Regions from separate parts of the Ovis aries genome. Here region 2 is linked to region 1. The links are chromatin contacts, called in public Hi-C maps. All regions are on one chromosome and are shown on one strand. Each heading gives the region's core, a stretch centred on a gene start, on an enhancer-like site or on the middle of the called end of the contact. The rest is flanking DNA. Distances are from core to core; before and after follow the strand shown.

Evidence for each region. A called contact is a pair of places that touch in the nucleus more often than the background predicts.
Region 2: a Hi-C map of hypothalamus shows a contact between it and region 1, with 3 times the contacts expected there. The contact joins the promoter of VSTM2L here to the enhancer-like site in region 1. A contact is called at or near these places in 2 of 16 Hi-C or Micro-C datasets (hypothalamus and skin fibroblasts).

What each region holds. Positions count from the first base shown.
Region 1 is chr13:66,479,991-66,487,036 of ARS-UI_Ramb_v3.0, reverse strand. No RefSeq gene overlaps it. Among named protein-coding and RNA genes, the nearest start is that of BLCAP, 27 kb to the right of the region's middle. Within about 2 kb of position 4,231, at least 6 of the 54 cell types and tissues checked have an H3K27ac peak or open chromatin away from gene starts, as enhancers often do. A contact at or near this core is called in hypothalamus, where this site is marked.
Region 2 is chr13:66,786,184-66,793,229 of ARS-UI_Ramb_v3.0, reverse strand. It overlaps VSTM2L (V-set and transmembrane domain containing 2 like), which reads right to left and starts at 3,063. Exons shown (of 4, transcript XM_027977187.3): 1 at 2,718-3,063. The coding sequence starts at 2,838.

The sequences.
Region 1 (7,046 bases), core at 2,982-5,481:
ATATATTTAAACGCTGGAATTTCACTCAAGGTGGCAAGATGCCCACAACCATTGTGAGAGGTGTCTAGGAGGCAAAGCTACCCTCCTGCCACTTCACATGCTTATGATGTTTACAGAAACCCCAAATGGCTCTCTCCCTCCTCAGTCATAGTTGAAGCTCTATGTAGTCCTTAATCAGAGAAAATTAAAATCACAGACATTTGGGGGTTGAAGGGACCTCACAGTCAGGCCCTGTCAAACGCTGAAATCTCTCGTACAGCATCGACCCCTCCCCCACTGAAGAGTTCATTCAGCATCTGTTTGAATTCCTTCAGTGGCAGGGAGCTCACCACCTTGCAAGACAGCTCTTGTCACTGTGGCTCACCTTTAATTATGCTGTTGGAACAAGATGTCCCTTCCCATAGTGCCAATCCTTAATGAACATCTCCAAGCTCCTCCCCTACAGCAGCTGGGACATGGAACAAATCAGGGCCCGCCTGACTAGGGAGCCCTAAAGCACCAGTTTTGGGATAGAAATGACGCTCTGGGCGCTCAGAGAAGGACCAGTCACTCTAATGAGCCTGACGACTCCCTTGAAACCAACCGCCCCCCACCGCCACCAATTTGGCATGTAATTTCTGAATATTCATGGACCCCTAAAGTCCCATGATCCAGTCCAAATCTCTTATCACATAGATGAGAAAATTGCAGCCCAGAGACCAAAGAGACTTTCCCAAGGTCAAGGTCACTCAGTACTTAAGAGGCAAAATCAGGATCCAAACCTACATCTTCTGCCTCAAATCCTGCCAAGTTCCCCTCAGCCCACCCCACCTCCATCAGGCCATTTTCCAGCCCAGCCTAGACAAGCCCAGAATCTGAGATCTGAAGCAGAGCCTCCCCCCTGCTTTCCTAGCCTCCCCTCTCCCCATCCCTGGAGTTGGGGAGCGGTTAGATCTGCCTGGCAACCCTCAACCACAGTCGCCACAGGAGACCTTGGTGTGTACACAGGCCACTGAAGGGGGCGGACAGCTGGGCCCGGTGATGGGTGGTTTTAATATTTAAACACAGTTTGCTGCTGCACAGCCAAAGGCAAAAGCCAGCTGCCTCCTTTTTCTTCTCCTTCCTCTCCTTCCTTCTTCCCTTTTTTTTTTTTTTTAAATCTTTAATGTCTCCCGCCAGCCCGCCAGTGGGGGAGGTGTTGCTGGAGTGTCATATTTCAAAGGGTTGCCACAGCTGGAGGGATATTCAGAGCATTTCCAGCCAATCCATTGTGTATAAATACACAGATATATATATATAGGTTTCATTATCCCCTTCAGGGCTGCCAGAGAATATATTCTTTTAATATGTATAATATATTTGAGCTGCTACATGACTCGCCGAGGCAGGAGGGAGGGTGGGTGGCCCACAATTGACATTTCAGAGGCATTTCCAGGGAAGAGAAACAGCTGACTTTGGGAAAGGGGAGGACTGCGTTCAGTTGAGATTGGCTTCTGGGGTCCTGTCGCTAGGATGGAATGGAGTCCCCATCTTCTGCCTGAGCCCAGTGTGGAGATTTATCTGGTCCCTTGAGATGCTTCATCTGATCCTTTTGGGTATCTGTAGCTTTCCACTGATCGGTGGTGTTCAGCTATAACAAAAGATTTGAGGGCCACATTACCCTGACCTGCCACAGTCACAGAAGTTCAAGGCTGTATGCCTGCTGTGTGACCTTAGGCAAGTAGTTAAACTCTCTGAACCTTAGTGCCTTTGTCTGTAAAAGGAGATGTCAGGCCTGCCTTGCAGGGTGAAATCAGATCGTGTCGGTGAACATGGAAACAGATTGCCAAGTGGGTGCTCACAGTGGGGGACATGACCTACTTATGGGAATGAGGTTGGGGTGAGGGAGGGCTTCCCTGGAGAAGTGCCAGAGACCCCAGAGATGACTCCAGAAGAAGAGGGTCAGGGCAAGGGAATATTCCCTTCTCTCCCAAGCCAATATTCCCTACCTCCCAGGCCTGCAAGGCTAACGGACCTTTAGGCCATTTAAGACCCACTAATGGGATGAGTCCAGAATGAACTGGGCTGCCCTCAGTGGGCAAGCTTAGTTTGGAGTGAGCCCAGGGCCCAAGTGCCCCTGACTTCCGCCTCTGCAAGTGCATGGTGCAAGGCTTGAACCTCTGTGTTTTGTGTCGCTTGCCAATTCCTCTGGGTGATTCCCCCAGCTACTTCCCAGGAAGCAAAGTAATATCTTTCTTAGTAGCTGGGATTATTTAGAAATGAGGTCAAAATTAAAAGGAGGCTTGTTTTCCCCTGGCATTTCTCAGCATCTCAAAAACTAGCAGCCTCTGCTCTTTTGTCTCTCTCGGGGTTCCCTCCTCATTCTCTTGCCACTGCCTCTTCCCTCACTTGGGTAGAGCCACCCGGGAGAGGAGGACAGAGGTCACCAGGGTCCCAGTGGAAACAGACACCCTGAGCTCTGAGGTAGGGGTTCCCCCAGATCGGTTGAATCAGCAACCCCGGGAAGCTTTCGAGTGGGTAGACTGGGGGCCCAGGGATCATATTTCCCAACACTCCAGGGTGATGCTGAGGCCACGTTTAGGTGCCACAAAGCTGAGCTCAGAACCACAATCCACCCCAAAGGCAGGGGAATAGAGGCAAGCTGGAGTCCGTCTTGGCATCCCTAAGAGTCTGCCAGCGGTCGTCAGTTCTGTGACCCTCCCTCTCCACTTGCTTTCCTCATACGCTTCCCCATCTCAGCACAGAGCACTCCCAACCACCTAACTCTTTAAGGCATCATCTTGGATCCTCCCCTGTCCCTTATCTCTCATCTAGCAGAATCCACCACCCGCCTGGCCACCCTGATCTGAGGCACCAGCATTTCTCCCCTGAATTATTACTACCGCTTCCTCTCCGGCTGTCCAGCTTTCACGCCCTGCCCCAGCCCGTCCTCCTCCCAGCAGCCAGAAGGATCTTTTAAAAATATGAATCTGATCACTTTCCTTGCCCTGTTTCCCCCCTTTCCACATGCCTCGCCTGTGCATGACTGGCTCCATCTCATCTTTCAGCTCCTAGTTTAAATGTTGCCTCATTAGAGTCCCTCCCCTGACAGTTCTGGCCAAGAGCAGCCTCCCCCTCCTTGGTTACTCTTTATCTCTGCCCTTTCCTGGTTCCCTTCACAGCACTGATCCCAATTTGTAATTATTTGGTTGTTGTGTACTTGTTTGACAATCTGTCTCCCCACTCAGGAGGGGTAAGGTCCTAGGGGAAGGACCTCATTTTCCTGTTTATTGTTCCCTCCCCAGGGCCCAGCACAAAGACTACTGCCCTGCGCTGGCTTCCATATCAAATTCTGGAAGAGCAGGTATTTGATTGGCCCAATTCATCATTTTGAGACAGGCTGCTTAGGTAATAAAAATACACACCCTCAGGTCAGATGACAATCCCATTTTCCAACTGAGCAGGGTCCAGGAATGAGCAGGGTGGTCTTATCTAGAAGCAGTTGTCTGGCCAGGGCAAGGATGGAGTCCCCAGGACACTGGTCCAGCCACCTCTTAAGCCATAGATGAAGCAGAAAGGACAGGAGAGAACTGGAGGAAATGGTTCCCTACACATCTGTTTTATAGATGAGTAAATAGGTCTTTGGGCTTTTCTCTGTGACTCAGTAGTAAAGAATCCACCAGCCAATGCAGGAGATGCAAGTACCACCCCTAGGTGGGGAAGATCCCCTGGAGGAGGATGTGGCAACCCACTCCAGTATTCTTGCCTGCAAAATCCCATGGCCAGAGGAGCCTGGGGGGCTACAGCCAGACCAGACTTAGTGACTAAACAACATCAGAAGGGGCCTTCAGCCCCTCCCTTATCCTGGGTAACTTCCAGAGGGGCAAGTCTCCCCAGCCTTGACCACCAGACCTCACCCCCAGGCTCACAGACCTCGCGGCAGCTAACGAAGTTCTCTGAGGGGATTGAGAGGTCGAGTCTATAGCCCTGCCTCCGAGCAAGTCTGAGTGGCCCAGTGAGAAGACAGTCAGTCCCTCCGCTCTACCTCCCAGAGACGCCCTCCCTTCCCACGCCAAGTCTAGAGAAGGGTGTGGTGCGGTGGGAAATTGGGCCTGGGATTTGGGAGATCTCAGTTAGCCTGCCACCCGCTTTCTGAGCCTCAGTTTCCCTTTCTGGACGAGATGAAGTATTTTGAGGCTGCGGAAGGCTCGCACCCAGTCCAGCGCCGTCTCTCGCAGTCCCCAGTCCGCCCTCCGCCCGCAGCAAGGCTGCAGCGCAGCTTCTCCGCGGAGCGCCGGCGCCCCCTGCTGGACCGAGATGGGAGGACAGCCCTGGCCAGGCCGCCTCCGGTGTCTCGAGGTGGCTTCCCGGAGGGTGGGCAGTACCACCGAGCCTGGAACCACGGGCTGGCACAGAGACATCGGGCTGGCAAGAGATTCAGATACACAAGGACACAGATACATTCCAGGGCCACCCTAAAACATGGGCCCAATACCACCCGCGCCCTTCCCATGGTTCTAGGAGCACAGAAAAGCAAGGGGCAGAGGATGGCAGAAGGTGTGCAGAGTTTGCACACATGGACCACAGTAGGGACTCGTATGTGTGTCTCGGAGGCCCTTCATGGTGTGTGAGGACGCGGAAGAGGGTGGGCTGCATAAACACCTGGTGAGGGAAAGGCCCCCAGGGCCCCAGCGCTGGGAGAAATGCCACACGCAGGGGCGGCAGGCTGAGTCCTAAGGGACACGAGAGGAGGCAAGAGCCTCTGCCACATCTCAGGGTTACAGGAGACCCTCAGGAATTCCAGCTGTGAGAATCAAGACCCCTGAAGCCACCATGTAACGATTTCGCCTCTCCTGTGTACATTGTTCCCCTGCGGGGCTCAGAAACTGTCAGCCTTCCCCAGCAACCACAGCAGGAACCGGCCACGGGGGAGGAGGTGCCCCCAAACCCAGCAGACCCCTGGCTCAGAGCCCTGACATTTGTAAATCAGCCCTCCTGACTTTTTATTCATTCATTGTGGACATGCCACATGCTTGCTTGTCTGCATCCAGTGGTGAGCCAAGTCCAGCTCCGAAGATGCAGAGTAGGGAAAAGGGACTGTATACAAAAACCAAACAAATAGGTAATGTAATCCTGTTGATTATCCAGCAGGTTAATGGTTCAGTATACCCAAGAGAATTGAAAACATACCACCATATGTCCACGCGTAGATGTACATGTGACTATTCATAGCAGCTTTAGTTCTGATACTTGAGAACTGGACACAGCGCAGGTGTCCATCAACAGGAAAGTGAACAAATCACCTGAGATCCATCCATATGGTGGAATACAGCTCAGCCACAGGACTGCATGAACCCCCTCATGACAAGCGTGTGCATGCATGCTTAGTTGCTCAGTTGTGTTATAACCTGTAACCCTCCAGGCTCCTCTCTGTCCATGGATTTCCCAAGCAAAAATACTAGAATGGGTTGCCATTTCCTTCTCCAGGGGATCTTCCTGGACCTAGAGATCGAACCCGGGTCTCCTGCATTGCAGACGGACTCTTTCACCGTCTGAGCCACCATCAGTTCAGTTCGGTCGCTCAGTCGTGTCCGACTCTTTGCGACCCCATGAATCGCAACAAGCCAGGCCTCCCTGTCCATCACCATCTCCTGGACTTCACTCAGACTCACGTCCATCGAGTCCGTGATGCCATCCAGCCATCTCATCCTCGGTCGTCCCCTTCTCCTCCTGCCCCCAATCCCTCCCAGCATCAGAGTCTTTTCCAATGAGTCAACTCTTCGCATGAGGTGGCCAAAGTACTGGAGTTTCAGCTTTAGCATCATTCCCTCCAAAGAAATCCCAGGGTTGATCTCCTTCAGAATGGACTGGTTGGATCTCCTTGCAGTCCAAGGAACTCTCAAGAGTCTTCTCCAACACCACAGTTCAAAAGCATCAATTCTTCGGTGCTCAGCCTTCTTCACAGTCCAACTCTCACATCCATACATGACCACAGGAAAAACCATAGCCTTGACTAGACGGACAGTCGGCAAAGTAATGTCTCTGCTATTGAATACGCTATCTAGGTTGGTCATAACTTTTCTTCCAAGGAGTAAGTGTCTTTTAATTTCATGGCTGCAGTCACCATCTGCAGTGATTTTGGAGCCCCCCAAAATAAATTCTGACACTGTTTCCACTGTTTCCCCATCTATTTCCCATGAAGCAATGGGACCGGATGCCATGATCTTCGTTTTCTGAATGTTGAGCTTTAGGCTCTTTTTCGCTCTCCTCTTTCACTTTTATCAAGAGGCTTTTTAGCTCCTCTTCACTTTCTGCCATAAGGGTGGTGTCATCTGCATATCTGAGGTTATTGATATTTCTCCCGGCAATCTTGATTCTTGTGTTTCTTCCAGTCCAGCGTTTCTCATGAGCCACCATGGAAGCCCCATAATGATGAGAGAGAATCTCAGAAACAATATGGTGAGCAAAGGAAATCAAACACAAAAGAACACGTGCAAAATTATTCCATGTATGTGGAATTCTAGAAAAGAAATAGCTGAGCTATGGTGACAAAAAGTGGACGGGTGAGTGCGTTGGGCAGGGAGAAAGCCATCTGACTGAACTTTGGAGAGTGATGGAAGTGTTGATTCCAGTGCATACATATTTGTTAAAACTTGGCAGACTGCACACGCTAAATGAACGTCTTGTAAGTTATACCACAATAAAGCGGTTTTTTAAAAGATGCAATGCCAAGAGCTATAAAAACAATAGAATGAAGGGAAAAGGAGTGTGTTTAGGATTATGTGGTCAGAGATGCCTCTCTGAGGAGTCAATATTTAAACTAAGAATGGAAATAGATGAGCTGGACTTGGGTGTGTCTTAGGGGCAGGACCTGCAAGTGCAAAGGCCCTGAGGCAGGAAGGCCCCTCCCTCCATGTGCCAATCACCTGAAACAAAGCTTATGCCAGCAGATACCCAAGGGCTGCCAATCGCTGGCCTAAATGAAACAATAAAAAGGAGGCTTTCTACCCCTTCCACAGTCTTGGTTTTCTGGTTGTGCCTACAGACTGCTGTAACTGGTGGGCTATTAGGGTACACACTAGCTCTGG
Region 2 (7,046 bases), core at 1,814-4,313, 310 kb before region 1:
TGAGTGGAGGCAGCCAGGAGGTGGGAAGTGAGACCGATGTCCTTGCGGACCCATCTGACCATGGGCTTTCCCTGTGACAAGCCCCGGGGCGAGCAGGTGGAAGGCATTAGCCTGGTGGCTGGGCTGGGCTGGGCTGGAACTGAGCTGGAGAACAGCCACCAAGCGGTTGGGGTCAGTGGACTCCTCCCCGGGAGCCCCCTCTTCCAGCCTCCCACCCCCACCCGAGGCACAGAGACACCTCCCTAAGCCAGCCACATTTCCTGAATCAGCTGAGGACACGCAGAGCCCAGGAATAATGGAACGATCAGGCTCCAATCTGCTAAACAGCAATTTCTGGGCTTTTTCAGCACACACAGCTTTTATCAAATTGGTATTCTCCTCCTGAACACAAACGGCTTATTAGACATGACCCACTTATCCGCCGCGTCTCACTATCATTAATAACAGTTTCTTTTTGTGATTAAGTGAGTGGCTCTGAGCCCTTCCTGTGGTGTTAGGCGTCTGGCCCGGCAGAGGGGCAACGGTGGGGGCTCCTTGGCATCAACCACTTGGTGACTTTGAACCTGGTAGTGTTGGGAGCCAGCAGTCTGGACCCTGCAGAGCGGTCCAGCCTCCTCGCTTCTTGAGGGACAGAAAGAGCCCTAGAGGGGTGACTCACTTGCCCAGAACTGCACAGTGGGGCAGCAAGAGAAGCCAGGCTCCCCTGCAGCCAGTGCTGTGTCCTTCCTACCCAGCCCCTCCTCTGGGCCCTTGCTGGACCTCCCCAGGGTGCAGTGGGGGCACTACAGCCAGGGGGGCAGAGCTGTGCCCTAAGCACGCCTGGCACCAGGGGGCAGGCGGAGACTGCCACGCAGAGGAGAACCCTGCTTGCCGATGAGGGGGCCACCTCGGGGCCTCAGGAATGACAGAGTGGCCCCCACAGCCCAGGGATGGGATGATGGTAAACCTCAGAGCCCCACTCCTTGCATCTCTCGGGACCAAAAATTCAGGAAAGCCCTTCTTTGGAACATTCTCCTAGTGTGAGTTCCAACCGTGCCAAGGATCTGAGCGGAGCCAGGAGGGGAGCGGGAGGAGGAATCCCTAGTTTCCCTTGAATGGGAGGGAGCCTGACAGGGAGATGAATGTCCTGGAAAAAGCGCTGTCTTTGCCCGACAGACTCTGGGGCCAGTCTCGGTGCAAACACTCACTCGCTGTGTGACCTTGGGCGAGTCCCTTTACCTCTGAGCCTTGGTTTTCCCATCTGTATACTAAAGATCAAAATAACCCTTCCCCTATTTTAGCACTGCTCCAGCCAGGTCGGTAGAAATTAGATGAGGGATAAGAACGGTGTGCAAATGGTACACAGAGCGGTTACTATTTAACCTGGTCAGGAAGAAGGGTGTAAGGAGTCATAGTTCCTCAAAAGCAGAGACCCTGAGAAGGGCTTACTCTCCCAAGCAATTCCAACTCACACGTCACGCCCCAGTAAAGCCTTCTCTGATCTCTTACCACCACAGCCCTTACTCTTTTCCATCAGAAGAAATCACCCAGTTCTCTGCCCTTTGTGCAAACCTGTCCCCAGTCCTGGGCATACATTGCCCAGCATGGGTGCTGCAGCCTCCCCGGCCAGCTTGGAAACCCTTGTAGGGAAGAGATGGATGGATGAGGCTTCTCCATTTTCATCTGTGCCCTGGTCCTCATACAGGAAGGAGTCCACCTCACCAAGGCAGGGGGAGCCCCTGCAGCTGCCGGCCTCAGACAATCCAACTCTGCTGCCAACTTGGGCTCCTCTGGGGCTGGAAGGAGCTTCTGACACTTTGGCAGCCAGTGCTGGGAATGCTCACTTGCTCCCCAGCTCCCAGGGTGGCTGAGTTGAGAGGTCCCATCTTTCAGTCCTCCGGGGTCAAAGATGAGGATGAGAGGGGACCCTACAGGAGGATGGCAGGGGGCTTCCTGCCCACCCCTAGAGGCAGACAAAAGCTCCAGGCTTCCCTCTTTCCCTTCCACGCCTCCGCCTGGAAGCAGCAATGCCAACTATTCCAGCGTCTTCAAGGGGCTCCCACCAAGCCAAGATGCCACCCACCTGATGGGGTGGCTGCAGCCCAGGCTACCAGTTCTCAAGAAGCGGGGTTCGTCTGTCCCCCAAGACCTTTCCCAGTGGGGCAGGTGGAGAGGGAAGGGACAAGGACAGCTACAGGGTTAAACCCACAAAGGGGAAAGGCAGATGGGCAGAGATGTGTGGGTGAGAAAAGTGTGTTCACAAGTGTGTGTATTTTGCCACTGTGTCTGCAGGAAGGCGGGCAGGCAAGAGTTGTGCTCTGGGGTGCCAGCTGGCAGGGTGTGAGCCCTCCGGCCGCGCCTGCTGTGTGTCTAGTGGGCACAGAAGTGAGGGCGATCCGAGGTGTCTGGAGATGTATGAGGGTAGGAGTTGTGTGAGAAAGCAGCGAGTGCGGCTGTGTGTCCGTGGCTGGTCGTGGAGGTGTATGTATCCGCGCGAGTGTAGAGGGTGGGAAAGGAGCCCTCCGCGGGAGTGGCATGGGGGTGCCACCCGGGGTGCACCCTCGTCCGCAGGAATGGCCAGCAAGCCAGGGCCGGTCCGCAGACCCGGCAGGGGGCGCCCCCCCTCGGACTCCCGCCACCGGCGCCGCGGGCTCGAGTCCGGGGACGGCCAAGTCGGAGCCGCGCTGCCCAGGGTGGGGTTTGGTGGGGAAGTCCGCGGGGGCGGCGACCCAACTCACCGTGGCCGGAGATGTGATTGTCCCAGGGCGCGTGGCCGGCGGGCCGCGTGGCGCCGCCGAGTTGCAGGAAAAGTGCCAGGTAGTGGAGGGCGCCCAGCGCCACGGCGAGCGGGGCCCCCATGGTGCGCGCTCGGGCCGGAGGGGGCGCCGCCGCCTCACATCGGGGCTCAGAAGACCGCAGACCTCGCGCCCTCCGGCCCCCGCCCGGTGCGGCCTGGCTGCCCGGCTGCGGCTGCTGCCCCTTCGCCCGCAGAACCCGGTCGGGCCCCGGTTCCGGCCCCCGCCCGGCTCCGGCCCAGCCCCGGCTGCGGGAAGCGAGCGCACGCCCAGCCGGCCGCCTCCGACTGCGGGACTCTTCCCTTCCGCGGAAGGCCACTCCGCTCGGCGCCGCTGCCGCCGCACCCCCTCCCTCCCGCGCTCCCCCCGCCCGCCCAGAGGAGGAGGCGGCGGCGGCGGAGGGATCTGCCGCTTGATTTATCATCAAAGTTTTGCCCAGGCTCGGATTTTTAAAGCGGTACCCGCAACTTCTCCCGGCCCGAGAGCGCAAGTTGGGGCGAGATGGGGTGGAGGAAGCCACCCTAGGGACCCGATTCCTGCCAAGCTTAACACTACTGGTTTCAGGAACTGAAATGCTCTCCAGTGGGATAAAGAGGAAAACCAATCGACCAGACCCAGCGCGCTCAAAAGGGACTCCTCAACTTTGCTAGCTGGGCGGTGCCGAGGTCAGGGAGGCAGGTGGGGGCGGGTGGGTGGATGGAGGTGAGGGGGAGGTGGGAAGAAAACCTGGGCTGAGGCACTGGAGACCTGGTTAGACCTGCCTGCCGCAGGCTGTGTGATCGTGTCCGAGTGTCTAACCCAGTCTGAGCTTCAAGGTCTTCATCTGAGAAGTGGGAATAAATAGCTGCCTTCAGGGATCCTGGTGAGGATTACAAAATCGTGTGTGTAAAGCGCTAAGCATAAATGCCGCCCTCGTGGTAGAAGCTCAATAGTTATTACTGATGTTGTCCCCCTCTTTGGGACTCAGTTTTCATGTCCGTGTAGTGGGTGTAAGTAAGGCAGGCCAGTTGCTGGGTCTCCTTCTAGCTTAGAGAGGCTGAGCCTTGTGCAGTGGACTGGATCGCCCCCTTCTGGACTGCAGGGCTCCCTCCCTTGGACAGAGGGGCCTAGAGGTGGTGGTGAACGAAGCCACTTTCATTTCCAGGAGCAGGAATCCCAGGAGATCCTCCGATTCCTCCTCTGACTGTTTTACTGGGGCTGTTGAGACATAAGGCGGACCTGTGGCTTCATTTAAAAGAAAACTAAGCACGTTAAATCAGAGACGGAGCTTCTCCGAGGACCTCAGCGAGTCTGGGGCCAAGTTCCTGCCTCCTGGGCAGGATCTCTCCTACTCTCATCCCTTGTGCTTCATCAGGCATTGTTCCGGGCACAGCCCTACCCGCCGCGGTTTCAGCACCTCAAAGGAGGACAGCGTCCACCCCGACACCCATCTTTTCAACCTCACCCACCGCACTTCTCGGACTCTTAGATGGGAGGGTTCAGCACCATGGACAGACCTTCTGATTGCCTCCCTCGCCCCCGCCGAATGAGAGTCAGAGCCAGAGAAGGCCCACAGCCCTCTCCAGAACACACACAGGAGGATCCAGCATTGTGGACATCACCCCAACTTTGAGAATAAGGTTAGAGCCCGAGGGACAGCTTTCCTCCTCGCCCCCGTCTTTAATTTGTTCTCTCATACCCCTTTCCAATAATATGGCGGACAACACACCCGTTGGGGCCTGTGTTCTCCAGCAACAATACAGTTTATTCGAAACCATGGACAGCACCCTGAAGGGTCGCGCAATTACGAATACTGCTTCTACACAACTGACAGCATTCACAGGACCAGTGTCGCGGCGCTGCCTTCAGCACCGCGGACAAACCCCGTCGTCATCTAGCTCCTTCCCGTCCATATTCTCTGGAGTAAGGGCTTTTTTTTTTTTTTTTTTTTTGGCCTGATTAACTTACTTATCATTTCCCTCCCACGCAGAGGTAGTATTTATTTAGGCTATCCTGGAATGGCCTGGCGTCTTGGACCCTACGAAAACGTTTCCTCATTCATTAATTCACTTTACCCTCCCTCCAGTGAAATGGTTTCCATTGCCCTTGTTATAAAGATGGCGAATCTTTTGTTGTTTGGCTGCACTGGGTCTTAGCTGTGGCAGACGGGACCTTTGATCTTCATTGCAGTTGTGGCATGTGGAAGCTTTAGTTGCTGGCATGTGGGTCTAGTTCCCTGACCAGAGATCAGATCCTTGCCCTCCTGCATTTGGAGTGTGAAGTCTTAGCCACTGGACCACCAGGGAAGTCCTGAAGCTGAGAATCTTCAAGATCACATAGCAGCTGGTGCTATGACTGAAACCCAGGACTCTTTTAATCCCAGCCTGGAGCCTCTCCAGGAGAATAGAATGCCAGAAATGGGGCCCAAACCCAGGGGTTTCTCCTCTTAAATTTTAAATTGGAAGGAAGCAGGCAGAGGCAAGGGCACAGGGAGAGAGGAGAGAGAAGAAAGGAGAAAACAAGAGATGCTACTTTCAGACTGCAGAGGAACGAGGTCAGAGTGGGACAGCGGCCCTGCCCTTATCCACTGACTGACCTGCAGGCACCCTTTCTTCTCATAGTCTGTGCTTAGTCGTGTCCGACTCTTCGCAACTCCATGGACAGGCTCCTCTGTCTATGGAGATTCTCTGGGATGGGGTTAGATCTCGTAACCCCTGAAGTTCCTTCAAGGACAGATTTCCAGGGATTTAATGAGTTTGAAAAGGCTGTTGCTGTAATGATTCTGCTCAGAAGCCTCCAATGGCCTTGTCTATTAGAGGAATCTGACATCTCTGGTTTGCATTCAAGGTCTCAGCCTCCCTTCTGCTCCAGGCACCATCCCCCCTCTGCACTGCCTCCCTGCACCCACGCTAGCATCACCGTGTCCTTACCATTCCCTGTGTTTTCCCTCTACACACATGCCTTCCCCTCTGTCTAGCTGAGTCTTCCATTGGCCAAGGTCCCGTCTGAATCCCTCACAGGAAGACATGCCTGCTGGCTTCTCCCAATCTCTGAGCCTCTGTTGGCCCATTACTGTTTACCCAGTGTTGTGCTACAAGTTTACTTATCCAACTTAATCCTCTGTACTACCAAGACATATAGGGTAGAATAGTGTGATTTTAAGTGTGGAATCTAGTTTTTAATCCTGCCACCCACCTACTAGCTGTGTGACTTTAGATAAGTTACTTAGCCTTTCTGTGCCTGAGCTTCCTTATCTGTAAAATAAAGACAATAATGCCTCCATCACAAGGTTATCATAAGGGTCAAATGACTTGCTACATGGAAAGCAGTTAGAACACTGCCTGAAGAAAGTGAAAGTGGAAGTGAAAGTGTGAGTCGCTCAGTCATGTCAGACTCTCTTCAACCCCATGGACTGTAGCTCTCCAGGCTCTTCTGTCCATGGGGTTTTCCAGGCAAGAACACTGGAATGGGTTGCCATTCCCTTCTGCAGGGGATTGTCCCGACCCAGGAATCAAACTTGAGTCTCCTACATTGCAGGCAGATTCTTTACAGTCTGAGCCACCAGGAAAGCTCAGAACACTGCCTGTTATTATTATTCAGTTGCTCAGTCATGTTCAATTCTTTGTCACCCCATGGACTGTAGCCCACCAGGCTTCTCCATCCATGGGACTCTCCAGGCCAGAATAGTGGAGTGGGTTGCCATTTCCTTCTCCAAGAACACTGCCTGGCACAAAGTAAATAGTAACACATAGAAAATACATAGCCATATGCTGCTGCTGCTGCTGCTGCTAAGCCGCTTCAGTCACGTTCGACTCTGTGTGACCCCATAGACCGCAGCCCACGAGGCTCCGCCGTCCCTGGGATCCTCGAGGCAAGAACACTGGAGTGGGTTGCCATTTCCTTCTCCAATGCATGAAAGGGAAAAGTGAAAGGGAAGTTGCTCAGTCATGTCTGACTCTTCGCGACCCCATGGACTGCAGCCTACCAGGCTCCTCCGCCCATGGGGTTTTCCAGGTAAGAGTACTGGAGCAGGTTGCCATTGCCTTCTCCAACATAGCCATATACATGCTGGCTATTATTATTATTTAAACATAAGTGAACAGGTTTTCAGAGAGGTTAAATATCTTCTCCAATGTCTCACAAGACAATTGCAGAGTGTGGTATTTTGATTCCAGAGCTGATGCTCCTGGCATAATACCTAAGCACATCTAGTTCAATCCACCCAGCTTAGGAAGCTAAGACCCAGAGATGATGAATGAATTCCTCAGAGTCACACAGCCAACCATGGCAGAA